Regions from separate parts of the Macaca mulatta genome. Here region 2 is linked to region 1. A link is a contact called in public Hi-C data. All regions are on one chromosome and are shown on one strand. Each heading gives the region's core, a stretch centred on a gene start, on an enhancer-like site or on the middle of the called end of the contact. The rest is flanking DNA. Distances are from core to core; before and after follow the strand shown.

The links. A called contact is a pair of places that touch in the nucleus more often than the background predicts.
Region 2: a contact with region 1 is called in a Hi-C map of blood, with 2.1 times the contacts expected there. The contact joins the promoter of DUSP5 here to the enhancer-like site in region 1. A contact is called at or near these places in 4 of 14 Hi-C or Micro-C datasets (CD4 T cells, blood, fibroblasts and 1 more).

Annotation. Positions count from the first base shown.
Region 1 is chr9:122,526,303-122,533,464 of T2T-MMU8v2.0, forward strand. No RefSeq gene overlaps it. Among named protein-coding and RNA genes, the nearest start is that of SMNDC1, 54 kb to the left of the region's middle. Within about 2 kb of position 4,894, at least 16 of the 40 cell types and tissues checked have an H3K27ac peak or open chromatin away from gene starts, as enhancers often do. A contact at or near this core is called in CD4 T cells and blood, where this site is marked.
Region 2 is chr9:122,674,665-122,681,536 of T2T-MMU8v2.0, forward strand. It overlaps DUSP5 (dual specificity phosphatase 5), which reads left to right and starts at 3,427. Exons shown (of 4, transcript XM_001086701.5): 1 at 3,427-4,005. The coding sequence starts at 3,627.

The DNA.
Region 1 (7,162 bases), core at 3,644-6,143:
GTGGTTTGGGCTGGGTGTGGAGCCTCATGCCTGTAATCCCAGTATTTTGGGAGGCTGAGTCGGGAGAATCACTTGAGCCCAGGAGTTCAAGACCAGCCTGGGCAACATAGCAAGACCCTGTCTTTACAAATGATTTTAAAAGTTAGCTGGAGGTGGTGGCACGTATCTGTTGTCCCAGATACTCAGGAGTTTGAGGCAGGAGGATCACCTGAGCCCAGGAGGTTGAGGCTGCAGGGACCCGTGGTCATGTCACCGCACTCCAGCCTAGGTGACAGAGTGAGACCCTGTCTCAGAATAATAATAATAATAATAATAATAATAATAATGTTTTTGGAAGACTGCTCAATGACATAGGAAATATTTAGGTTAAAAGTTAGGTAAAAGTAATAAGATAATGTGGTAGTTTTAATAGTGGCACCTAAAAGATCTGTCCACAAATCCTAGAAACCTGTGAATGTGACCTTATTTGGAAAAAGGGTCTTTGCAGATGTATGTAATTAAGCTAAGAATCTTGAGGTAAGATCATTCTAGATTACACAGGCAGGTCCTAAAACAAAAACAAACGTCCCTCTAAGAGACCAAAGGAGGGAAAGACAAATAAGTGTAGAAGGTGATGTGGAGATGGAACAAAGATTGGAGCAATGTGGCTATAAGTCAAGGAATGCTAGCAACCACAAGAAGCCAGAAAAGGCAAGAAATAGATTCTCCCCTAGATCCTTTGGAGGGAGCATGGCCATGCCAACACCTTGCTTTCAGGCTTCTGGTCTCCAGAACTCTGAGAGAATAAATTTCTGTTGCTTTAAGCTACCCAGTTTGTGGTTATCTGTCACACAGCCTCAGTTAACGAGCCCAGATTTCTAGCCACATTTGTCTGCAGACACCTTAGTCTTGTCATTGCAGTCCAGACCCATTGCAATGTGACTCTACCTACAGCTCAAGTAGATAAGCATTCTGGGGAACCTGCCTCAGAAATGCTGTCCTTTCTCCTCAGGCCTGTGTCCCTCGAGTTCTCCATCCAGCCAAGGAGATAAAAAGGCACTTACCCATTTGTCTGATACAAAAACCTGTACTTAATACCACCATTGGGATTTGGTTCAGTCAACACTGACCGCGTACCAAGCACTGGGTTGGGCACTGGGGACACCATGCGGATGTACTTCCACTGGGTAGCGCTTTCAAGTTTGCAAGTCACACCCATGTGCATTTCTCTATTGGACATTCAAATTGCCTATTAAGTAAGTAAGACAAAAAAACTTAAACCTATTTTGCAGATGGGTAAACTGAGGCTCCAGAGATTACAAATGCTTTGTTCAAAGTCATGCAGCAGGGCGAGAGCGTAATCCAAATTTCTTGCATATTCTTTCCATGGTACTAAACTCCCTCTAAGCCCAGTGCTTTTCAAGTTCAGGGAGAGGAAAGTACAAGTAGGTAGGCTCTTAGAAGAGGTAGGAATCGAGCAGTGTTTTGTAAAATGAGTTGCAATAGGTCAGAAATTAACAAAGCGGATTAAATCTGACCCACCTCCTGCTTTTGTATAAAAAAAGGTTTATTAGAACATAGCCTTGCTCACTCATTTACATGTGGTCACACTATGACTGCAGAATTGAGTAGCTGTGATAGAAACTGTGACCTGCAAAGTCTAAAATATTTACTATTTGACCCTTTACAGTAAAACCTGCAAATCCCTACAATAGATGGTGTCATGTGTGGGGCAGGAGCTTGTGGGGGTGGGAGAGGTGAATGCCTACCAGATACGGAAATTCACAGCTCCTGGTTAAAAGTAACATTCAATTCCTTGGAGTGACTATTTTTGTAGTCTTAATAATAGCAAACACTTATATGGTGCTCTTTGTGTGCCAGAAAGTATTTTAACTGCTATACACATAACAATGCTTAATTATTAATTATTATTATCATCCCCATTTTAGAGGTAAGGAAGTAGGTACACAGAGAGATCAAGAAGTATGCCAGAGCTCACACAGCTAGCAAGGGGCAGAGCCAAGGTTCGATGCTGGGCAATGCATGCCAGAGACTGTGTGCAGAGCCCCCCCCATTTACAGCTCACATCCTTAGGAACCCTGGGTATTCATCAATTCATTCGACAAGAATGTATGGAGCTCTGCCGCAGTAAAGACCCAGCTGTTTCTTTCCACGTGGATATTTCCTTATCATTTTCCTGACAGCCCCATACACCCTGATGTGTGACGCCTGCCGCTCACCTGGGAGCAGAAACGTTATTCTCAGGATGGTGACTCTGTTTTGATGCACTGGCCTTGGGAGGTCAAGGAAGCTATGACAGAGCAAAGGCTTTTCCGGAACATAGACAAAGTGCCAAAGCCATGATGCAGTGATCTAAGGCATAGTCAGCATTGAGTAAGGCAGGGAGGGAGGCTGCTGGGCATTGTCATGACGCTGAGAGACTCGTCACTTGGCCATGAGGACATCTCGCTTCTACTGAGGCTGTGGCTCTGCTGAAAGCCACATCATGATTAACTAGAGAGGATGAGAATGCTGGGTGTACCCTCCCCCTCCCCCAGCCTTACCCCCAAGAGTACCAATCAGTTGTATTCAGCTGCCTAAATATCCTATCATAGTTTATTTCCTATCTTCCTGCAAAGGTGGTTGGTGCAAGAAAATTAAGTAGGTGGCATCTTGTCAGGAGACAGAAAATTTCATACTGATTATTTCATCTGAGGTTGGGAGATGGAAGGAGGCTGCTCTGCTGGAGTGTGTTTCAGAAGAAGCAAGGGGCAGGCTGGAACAGGCACCCACCTGCTGGGATGAACTCACCTGGCCCCCGCCCTCCGCCCATCCCTGGGTATCTGTGGTCAGATCTTGCTCCCAGTTGCTGCGGGGATGAGACAAAGGCGGGGTGAGAAACTGTTAAGGGGAATTTGGCTAACGGTGGATAACAGTGCACTCCTTCCAAAACCCCCGCTCCCAGGGCAGCAAGCCTGGGAGGAGAGAAACAGGGTGGACCTCAGGCTTCTTTGTCACATAAATCCTTCCCCTCCCCACCCCAGCAATCCAACACTGAGAAGAAACAGAGGAAGAAGAAAGAATACTTGATTAGGGCTTGCTGGCCCTTGATAGGGAGATAGTCACACACACGTGACAGACGGCGATCTGTCACGGAGTCACAGGTGTCAAGTTGAAAAAAAAGAAAAAGAATACACTCTACCTAAAACTAAATGGAATGAAAGGGAAAATATCGGGTATGAACGGCAGGCTGTTCCCTCAAGACAGCTCCATTATCTGGAGGTGAGTCCAGCGGACAGGAGAGGGCGTTGTTTCAGAGCTTCTTACTCATTCCTGGTGTGTGCAGCCCTCAGGGAACGCCCATCTCAGTCATCTACTCACGATCTTGGCTGACAGCCCCTGGCATTACCTCTGGTGAGCCAGCCGACTGGGAATTTGAGGGAGCCTCACAACTCAAAGAGACAGGCTCATGAGAAAAGGAGGGAGCATCCAGAACCCACTTTAAAGATACACGAGGCGCCCTGGAGGTCTGCGCCTGCTTGGCTGGTGGCTCTGCTCTGAGGAGCTGGGCCCATTAACTGCACCGACCACCTGCTCACCTACCGTTTGTGCCTGCAGGCTAAATGCTTAAGCAAGCTCCCAGCTGCGCTCAGGCCTGGACAGGATTTCAGGAATGAGTGGCCCAGGGGGCATTTATTCCTATGCCCTGGTCCAAACCTCCAGATGCCACCATTTGTTTAAATCAGCAAGGGATGGGGGACAGCCTCCACATGCCAGGCCAAATGCACTAAGGACCCAGGCCCTGCTCACACGGAGCTTAAGGTCTCATAGAAGCACATGGACCTGAAACAAATAAATACAAAATTGTAAGTGATTCTATATGCCATGAAAAAAAAGAGCCAGTTGCCAACGGGGATGGTACCAGGAGATCTCAGTTTGCTGGGGCTCAGAGGAAGTATCCAGGCAGCTGTGCAGCTTTGGGGTCATGGTGCGGGGGGCGGGGGGATGCTGAGGCTGGGGGAGGGAGAAGCTGTGGAGGAAGAAGAAGCCCCACCTGCAAAGCACACAGCTTGGGGCACCAAGCAGACCCCAACCCAAGGTGGGTAGGAAAGGAGAGAGCGAAGTGAGAGGACAGGACCTCAGCTAGGGCCCAATCAGATTTGACTCTTTCTGGGATTTCCCCAGGGCTCAGGTCTCCAGCTACCAAACAGAGCAGCCCAAGTTCTTTCTCAGGAGCTTTGCATATTATTTGCTTACAACTTCTCTTGCTTTCTCTCTCTCTCCTTTATATTTCTTACTGCATTTATACGCACATGCTGTGGGAGTCTTTTTCCTGTCTGTGTTTGTATTTCAAAGCCATCATATCTTGCCCTCCCTGAGCTGCACTAGGCAAAAGTAAGTGTCTGGGATAGACCAAAAGACATAAGAAAGACCCTCTGAGGGGCCCTAACTTGGGGTCTCCTTCCCCTGAAGACCCCCCTCTCTGTCCAGTGCTGAAGGCAAAGCTGTTACAGTAGAGAAAGGGAGGCAGTCAAGAGCTGGATCTGAGGCCAGTTGGGTGACCTCGCACAAGCTGCTCACCCCTTTGGGATTCGTTGCCTCATCTGTGAAATGAGTGGACTACACTAGGTAATGGGCTCCCTATCTGGGATCTGCAGATAGACTTTAGGCTTTAAGGAATCTAAGAATCCCTAAAACTGTATGTAAAATTTGGTAGACTTGAGTAGGCATTTTTCCGGGGAGGGTTCCATAACTCTCATTCAATTCTCAAAGGCAACCAAGACCCCAAAAACGTTAGGAACACCTGCCCTGGGTGATGTCCACCAGCCCACAGCTTTCAGGATGGTCGACTCAGAAGCCTCATCCGAGGTGCTCTTACTGTAAAGATGAAGAGACACACGCTTCTGTTGCCCAAGAGAGCAGGGAAATGCTGGGAGCGTTCTAGGCAGGGAAGGGAAGGCAGGCTACAAACAGGAAGCGTTGCTGTGTGCGCATTTCTGGTAAACTGCCTACGTAGACTGCTGAAGGAAGGGGCCGATCTGTAGGGTGTCAACAGTTTGCTGTGATTTCCCTCCCCACCCCCAGGTAAATATCCACTTTTGTACTTAATTTTGTTTTCATACTTTTGTATTCTTCTTATTAAGGAGTGTCCCAAATTGTAAGTCTTTGGGCCCCACACAACATAGATATGCTGCTGGGTCCTGAATATAACCAAGGCTGAGATGGCCTGATGGGCAAAGCACTGTCCGGAGCTGTGGCCGTCAGGGGCTTGGCACGCCCCACATAGGTGCACAGGCGCTGGTCTGACTGGGTGGCTTTCCTTGTCGTCATCCTGGTTTTTGCTTCCTTTCCTTTTCTTTTCCCCTTCCCTTCCCTTTTCTTTTTTCCTTTAATGTGGATTTCAGAAGTGGGGTGAAAATGACCTGAGTGAGTGGCCCAGCTCCATGGGACAGTGGCCCGGTATTTTTGATTTTTGACGTGGGAGTGGCGTCTGCTCTGACTCAACCTGGACCGGCCCAGGGACAACACCTCCTTCGGAGTAGCCGCTTTGTTTCGTTTCGAGCAGCCCAGCTGCGTTCTGCATGACCGAATTGGACACCTCTCACTTCCTCTGAGAACGGAACTTGGTGTTTAGATGACGCGCAAGCCAAGTCAGTTGTGTAAAATAGCACAACTCCACCTTTGGTCTCCCACCCCAACCCCCAAGGCCTAAAAAAAGAAAAGAAACAGAAAAAAGCAACACCTGAGAGGAACTGGGCTTCAAACAAGTAAAGACTTTTATAAGCGCTGCAAGTGCCTCGCTCTGGACTGGAGAGGGGCCGAGGGGGGCTCCCGAGACCTGTAGGAATCTCCAATCAATGCCGTCCTAGCTGGGTGACCTGGGCCAATTTATTTAACATTTCTGAGCCCCTGGTTTTTCATCCTCGCAGGGACAATGACATTCGTGTTTCTGTGAGACATAAGCAGTGTAGCACCTGGCAGGCATTAATGAACTGTTCTCCTCCTCCCAGGGGCCCTGCTATAGGGTCGAGCTACTGAGGCACCTTCCCAGTGCTGGAAATGCTTCCTGCAGACATCTTCCCCCACCCCAAAGGAAGGAGTGGGCCAACGGTCTAAGCTCCAGCCCATGCGGGGGTGGTCAAGCCCTTCAAAGTGGAGAGAAGCCCAGGCTCCAGGTGAGCCCCAGGAGTCTCAGCCCCAGAACCTGGCAAGAAATACAGGGGACAGATGTTTTGGTCTCTGAGCCATTTCCTTCCTGCTCTTAGGCTCGCCTGTGACACGTCAATGAACAAATCCTCCAGGAATGATGCTCCTTTGAAGTCCTTGGCTGAGTAAAAGTAAGCAAAAATGAAAATATATATAAGTCACGTGAGGCGGTGTCAGTTTGTATCGTCTGACTCAACAGCAGTGTTTCTGCTGGGGCACACTCACATGGGCGAAGGCGTGGGGCTGTCCTCCCACAGTCTGGTTTGCCTGAAGACAGCTGAAGATAAACAGGCAGCCTGGAGAAGAACTAGAAGTCAGAGAGCCGGAGCCCGCGCTTCCAGGCTGTGTGAATTTCAGCAAGTCACGGACGTTCTCTGGGCCTCAGTTTCCTGTTTGGGGAGGACTTTTATTCTCGTGGAGAGGTGGCTTAAGGGTTAAGTGAACACCATCTGTCCTAGCGCCTAGCACGTCACAGGTGCTCACTGCATGTCCATTGCCTCCCCTTTTTCTTTTTTTCTCAGTCCCTTCTCTCTGAGAACGAAGTAGCCCATTCCCTGGGTCCCACCAGCCAGACTGAGCCACATCCTGAAGCCTCCCTCTGCCTCACTGCCACACTCGGCGCCACAGAGGCCTGAGACGTCTATTGCCCGAGTGCCTTGCTGTCCAGGTCAACCCTCACTATTGCTCATCTCTGCTCTGGACTCACAACCACCTCCTGTCCAAATTGGTTCTCCTGCCTCCACCCTTGCCCTCTCCCAGCCATGCTCCCTGGGCCACTGCCACCTTTCTAAGCACATGCTGGTCTTCATGGACCTCTGGGATCAGCCCCTGTGCCCCTCTCCAGCCCCCTCTCTCCCAACCTCTCTTGGGCTCTGGTGAATCCAAACCATGGCCTGTTGCCCTCATGTGTCAGCCTCTGTCCCTCTGTTCCCCACTCACTGTCAACAACTCAGATTTCAAGGCTTAGTTTAAGCAC
Region 2 (6,872 bases), core at 2,177-4,676, 150 kb after region 1:
CTCCAGAGCTGTGTGAAGGTGGAGAAGGATTGCTTTACAAAGGATGGGGGTGGTGGGGGGAGGGGTGATGAGAAGGAAGGTGAGAAACGTTAGAGGTGGGTTGTGACCAATTGGCCAGACCAAGGACCTTAGTGTTCCACTAAGGAATTTGGATTTTACCAAGACAGTGCATAGGTGGCATTGAAATTTTTTTAGCAGGGGAGGTGGGCTCTGTGCTTAGATGTAAGCTTAAGACCACATTGTAGAGGATGAGAGAGCAAGGAGGGGGCTTTGAGACTGGGATATGTGATGCTAACGTAGGGTCCAGTGGGGATGGCGGATAATGGGGCCCTTTCACTACAGCAATGGGCAGGACCAGCTACAGAGTTCGTGGGGCCCAGTGCAAAAGGAAAACGCAGGGTCTCCTGTACAAAATTAACAATTTAGTAACAACAGAGCATTAAAACAAGTGGGGGTCCCTTCTAAGTATGGGTCCGTTTGGCTGCGCAGGTCACATACCTGCAAAGCTGGCCTTGGCCGTGGCACTAGGCAGGATGAGTCAGACAAGAGCTCTGGGAAGCCGGGCCCCAGAATTTAGTAATCTGTTGGACATGGGACGTGAGGAAGCAATCCAGCTGACAGATAACCCTCCTACACCGGGTGCCAGGCCACCCTTCTGCTTTCTGGGCACCCTCCTTGGTGTGACCAACTCTAGCTTATTAACATGTATAAACTTCACCCACTCCTCCTTTTCCTGCTACCCTCACCCCAGACCTGCTCCTGTAGAGTTCCTATCTAAAGGTTAAAAACTATGGTGTCAGCTGGGCATGGTGGCTCACGGGTCACACCTATAATCCCAGCACGTTGGGGGCGGGCGGATCACAAGGTCAGGAGTTTGAGACCAGCCTGACCAACATGGTGAAACCCCATCTCTACTAAAAATACAAAAATTAGCCTGGCGTGGTGGTGTGCACCTGCAATCCCAGCTACTCAGGAGGCTGAGGCAGAAGAATTGCTTGAATCTGGGAGCCAAGATCACACCACTGCACTCCCACCTGGGCGACAGAGGGAAACTCTGTCCCCCCGCCCCAAAAAAAAAAAGAAAGAAAGAAAGAAAAAAGAAAAGAAAAATGCTAACTGGGTGTTGGGTGTGGTGGCTCATATCTATAATCCCAGCACTTTAGGAGGTTGAGGTGGGAGGATTACTTGAGGCCAGGAATTTGAGACCACACTGGCCAACACAGTGAGAACGTATCTTTAAAAAAAAAAAAAAAAAATCTTTGGTGTCAGTCTCCAGTTCTCTCTCCCCATCTCACCCCTCCCAGCATCTTACTTCCTCAATGTGCTCCCATTCTTATGGGCTCCCCATAGCTGCTTTTCTGGCAGGCCCATATCAGCTCAGCTCTAGATTACCCATGAAATCCTCCCATCCATCCCCCAGACTCCGGACTCCTCCCCCACTCTCAAATAAAACACTCATCCCGCACACAGCCGCCTCAGCGATGTTCCCAAATGCTATCCGGATCTGGTCACTGAGTAAGATCCCTCATTGGGGACTGTCCGGGCCAAAGACTAAGACCCAATTGAGTCAAACAGCACAAGGCCCTCTGTTGCCTGACCCTGCTTAATCTGCTAATAAATACCAGAAGGGCCTTAGTCTCCCACGTACCTCCAGTACGCACCATGCTGGGTTTTGTGTTTTTTTGTTTTCTTTACCTCAAGCAGTTTCCTCTGCCTGGAATCACCCCTCCTGCTTCGTAGTCTGGCTTACAATTCCTCGGAATTGGCCTCAGCCCTCATCTCCTCTGGGAGGCCTTCTCCAGCCCACGCCCCACCCTGCCACACCCCTGCTGGGCGCTGTTCCCTACGGAATACAGGCCCTCCCCTCCCCTCTGGGCTGGGGGCAGCTGGAGCTGAGTACAAGTCTTACGTTGGTGCCGCCAGCCCCAAAACAAAGCCTGGCCCACGTGGGTGCTCCACGTACGTGTGTGGCTCTGGGCTGAGATATCGGGGGTGGAAAGAGCCGGTAACAGAAACAGAACGTGCTGGAGGAAGAGCAGTTTGCAGGGAAGGCTGGCACAGATAACCACAAAGAGAAAGAAGGCCCCCGCATCACGTCTTCACCAAGACCCCACTGGCAAGGCGAGGACAGCGCCTTTTGGTGAATGCAGCCGTGACCCAGAGGCAATGCCGGCTGTTCTGGTGTCTGATTTGATTGCATCTGATTTCAGAATTTGATCTCTGCTTCCTTCTGAAAACCTCCTTCCCTTATGTCAGTTGTCAACAAGCCCTTGTCTAGTGCGGGCAGACTGTTTTCCATCAAGCAGTCCCAGCCAGGCTAACAATAAAATGGTTGGCAGTGAGCTTGGGGGCAGAAACCTGTTTCCATCCACTTGTCCCCACAGCTAGGGGAGCCCTGGCACACAGCTGACCCTCAATAAATGCTTACTGAATGGGTGAGTTGTGTCTGCTTCCCCAGGAATAGGGGTGGAAGGCCTGAAGCCCCTGGGAACCGGTGGGGGCAGACAGCCTGAGATTAAACTTGATCCACAGATAATCCCCCAAATCCAGAAGCCACCTGGACAACAGTTGGCTGAACTGAGCTCCACCGTGGGATACACGCTGATGCTACTGATGAGTTCACCACGGATTTCCCCGGGACCAGAAAACAGCTCCTCAAAATACAACTTATTATTCTAATCATTATTGGAGAGTGACAGAGAAAAGAGCGTCAATCCTTTGAGGGCAGAATCCATTTAGGGAGATTAAATGGCTTTTCTCACCGCCGACCTCCAACCCCCGTTTTTACTTTTAGAATCTTTATTATGAAAAATTTCAAACATACAGAAAAGTGGAGAAAACAATATAACGAATTCGGCCACCCATCACCCAGCCTCAGCGATGACCAACCCGCGCCCGACCCCTCCAGTCATCCATACCCCACCCCTCGAGGCAAATCTCCCACGTCCTCCCCTTACACGCGCAGACCTCAGTAGCGACAGGAATCCGTTCCGGACTCCTCTGCGGCCCTGGCCGGCTCCCTCGGCCCTGCTCAGCGCGGCACGGGCGGGTTCTCGGCCCACGTCCGTGAAGCCGAAGGCCGGATCATGCGGCGCCGCCCCGCCTCCCACAGCGCTTCCTCCTCGGACCGCACCGCGGGGGTCACTGTGGCCCGGAGCGCCTCGACACACGGCCGGCAGCCGCGGGTGATGCGCGAGTGAGTCCCTCAGCGCAGCGCAGAGGAGAAAACGAGGAGGCGCCTTCCACTTCCTCTTGCTCTAATGCCGGCACCCGCCCCGCAAGTCCCTCGCCCCCGCTGCCCCGCCCCCGGTAGGGCGTGGCCACGGCCCGAGGGGCGGGGAAACACCCATATTTGGCCTTATATGGGCAGCCGCGTCACGGACGGTACTCATTCACATAAAACGCTGCGCGGCCGGCGGAATCCCCGGCTTCTGTGGCGGCGAGCGGCCGGGGTGGGTATCGAGCGCGCGAGGCGAGAACGCGGAGTTGCGCCGCCGCTCGGGCGCCGGGCTCCGTCGCGGCCGCAGCCCCGCGGGTCGCCCTCCCGTGCCTCGCCCGCGGGCATCCTGGCCGTGGGCACCCGCGGGGCGCGCGGCGCGGGGCCGCTGGCCGGCGGCGGCGGCGGCATGAAGGTCACGTCGCTCGACGGGTGCCAGCTGCGCAAGATGCTCCGCAAGGAGGCGGCGGCGCGCTGCGTGGTGCTTGACTGCCGGCCCTACCTGGCTTTCGCCGCCTCGAACGTGCGCGGCTCGCTCAACGTCAACCTCAACTCGGTGGTGCTGCGGCGGGCCCGGGGCGGCGCGGTATCGGCGCGCTACGTGCTGCCCGACGAGGCGGCGCGCGCGCGGCTCCTGCAGGAGGGCGGCGGCGGCGTGGCGGCCGTGGTGGTGCTGGACCAGGGCAGCCGCCACTGGCAGAAGCTGCGGGAGGAGAGCGCCGCCCGTGTCGTGCTCACCTCGCTGCTCGCCTGTCTGCCCGCCGGCCCGCGGGTCTACTTCCTCAAAGGTGAGCGCGCGGGGTCCCTGCCACGCTCGCCCCTCCGGCGCCCCCGGGTCCCTTCCCTGTGCCGGGGCGCCATCCTACACCCTGGGACCGGGAGAGTCACCACCTGCCGGAGTCTGCACTCTGGGGCTTGTTGTGCGCTTGGGAGGGCACTGCAAATGTCAACACTCAGAGCTCCCCCTCTTCCCCACCCGAGTTCCTCGAAAGCGCCTGGCAGCCGGTCTGTCCGCCGGGCTGGGTGGAGTTGGTTATGCTGCGGGGTTGCTGCTGCTTAGCAGTTTGGGGACCGTCGGCCCGTGCTGGGCACGAGCCCCCTTTCAAGACCCGAGCTTCGCCGCTGTCGCTGGGGTCAGGGCTTGGGGCCTTCCTGATAGACTGATCTGGTGGGATCAGCAGGTCGCGACCCCTTCCCCCATGGTGTGGCGCCATGGTGCCCCCCTTCCTCCCGCCTAGCCACCTGTGTCTTCACCGACCCCTCTTGACTTTTTGACCTGGCGAGTCCCTTCCCTTTCCATTTCATTTTATTGCTTTTTATTGTTTCCCTCCGGCCTCTTCTCTCCTAGATCTTTCTCTAGCTCAGTTTGGAGCTCACATCCTTCCCACCCTTTTCACCTCCTCCCTCCTCCGCCCCAGGATTATCCTTGGGACCCATCCTGAGCCGAGCCTACAGCCGGCCAGCCAGGAAATAGAGGTGCGCGGGGGCAGGGTGGTGTGGAGATTCTGCGGCCTTTGATTTGACACCTCCCGGAGCTACCACCACAGGCCTGCCCATTTCACCTGCCAGGAAGATAACTTTGGCTTCTAGTGGTGGGTGGGTGATTGACTCTCAAAGTCCAAAGCACTGGTTTTTTCTGGGTCACTTCCTATGACTGCTCCTGCTTTGTATTTGAGTCCTTTGTAACCTCAAATGACACCCGGGGAGACCTGACCCACATGAAGAGATGAGGGCTCAGCCCCAGCAGGGCCCCAAGGCCGTGCCAGCCCTGGCGCAGGCACCTTGGAATGTAACAGTGATGGGGATCAGAGCTCGGTGCAGGGAGCCGGCGCCGAGAGTTAGGAGCCTGTTTTAAAGCCATGCAACTTGAGTTTCACACACTCCGGGCCTGGAAGATTCTGGAGACAGTTCCCCTCTCTGCTAGCACCTCCTGCTGACTGATCCCCTGTTGATTTCCTGTTGAAGAGATAACAGAGGTAGATGGTAATCGTCTTTCTTCTGGCAGCCTAGCCCCCAGGGGATAGAGGGATGGCCTTCTGGCTCTGCAGAGGTTTCAGCGCGGCTCCTGATTTCTTTCTCTTCCCAATATGGTTTTTGTCTCCTGTTCTTAGGAAAAGTTTATGCCTCCTAAGTAGCATGAAAGAGGTTCCAGGAGACCCTTCCTGGTCCCCGCTCTGCTCCCCATGCTTCTCTAAGCGGGCCCTGCTGACAGTTTAGAAGTTACCGCCACAAAGTAGGCAACTCTGTAGACTCACATCTCAGGAAAACTGTTCAAATGTTTTTTAAAAGAAGGTAACATATACACAGGTACAAATTTGAACAGCATGAAGGCCGTATGATGAGAAGCGGGTCTTCTGCATATCTTAGAACCCAGTTCCACTCCCCAGAGACAGCCAACTATTTCTTGTTTACCTTTAGATAATTTTTCATAAGAATCTTAGAAATAGATTGATTTTGTATAGTTCCTGTCTTGCCTCTTGTAATCCTAGATCAGGGAGACTTGTCCATATCTGACCATACATGTCTGTTTCACATTGAACCGGTCTCCTGTAAGGGCCATTAGGTTGCGTCCGGCCTCACTGTTCCAAGCAGTGGGGTAGATCTCCTTCTCCATGTGCTCTTGTGTGTGCAGTGCCTTTCAGTGAATCATGAGAATTGCCAGGTCAAGAATTATATGCATGTTAAATTTCAGGAGAAATTGCTTCATGCCTACCCTTATAACACTACTACTAAACTTTAAATTGTTGCCAGAGAAAATTTTTATTTCTTAACTCATGTGCAGATAGGAGTTCAGGTTTTAATCTGGTGGCATCTGAGATCTTGGCAGGGTCAATGCCTTTTTACACTTTCCATAATCCCCTGTCTCCCAAACAACCACTAAAATGAAATGGTGATGACTGAATTGCGTGGTCAGTGCTTATTTATATATAGTATCTGTGCTGTTTCTGTTCCCTGGTAATGTGGTGGTGATTGAAAGCAGACTCATTCCAAAAGAAGGCTGAAGTAGCTCTAAGAATTGCCATGGCTTTTGCAACTTAAGTGAGGCACCAGAGAGGAATGTTCTGTCTCTCCACACCTCTGATGGGAGTGGGTGAAAGACTGAGACCATTTAATCTGTAGGATTCCTCTGAATCCCAGCTTGAAGAGGCAGGGCCCTGTTTATCTGTCCCTGGACTAAATTTTGTCAACAGCAGGCAGGATCCAACCCATACCCGAACCTCCTATCTGTCCTCCCGATAGCCAACTCTGAAGTAATCTATTTAAAGCCAGAAGATGGGGTAGCCTGAAAATTTCCTCTTCCCCAACCTTCATTCTGAAGTTTGGGAGGGCCCAGGTCATTCTTAACTCCAAATTCCCATCCAAATCCTTGTTTGTCTCCTGGAACCCATAATGTTGAGGTCTAGGCACAGGAAGTGATCAGGTGGTTTACTGACTAGGGATACCTCTTCCAAGGAAGCTGTGGGTCAGTGTGAGCCTGTGTCTTTCTCTCTTGACTGCTGGAAGGTAAGGGGCCCAGGGGCTGTGGCAGAGCATGGGAAGCTAAACTGCCTATAGCACCACCTTGCACCTCCGCAGTGGCCTCCCGTTATGGTGGGGAGCATGGTCATTGGGGAGGACCGAGAGCTCACGGGCAGGCGCAGTGGGCTGCTAGTGA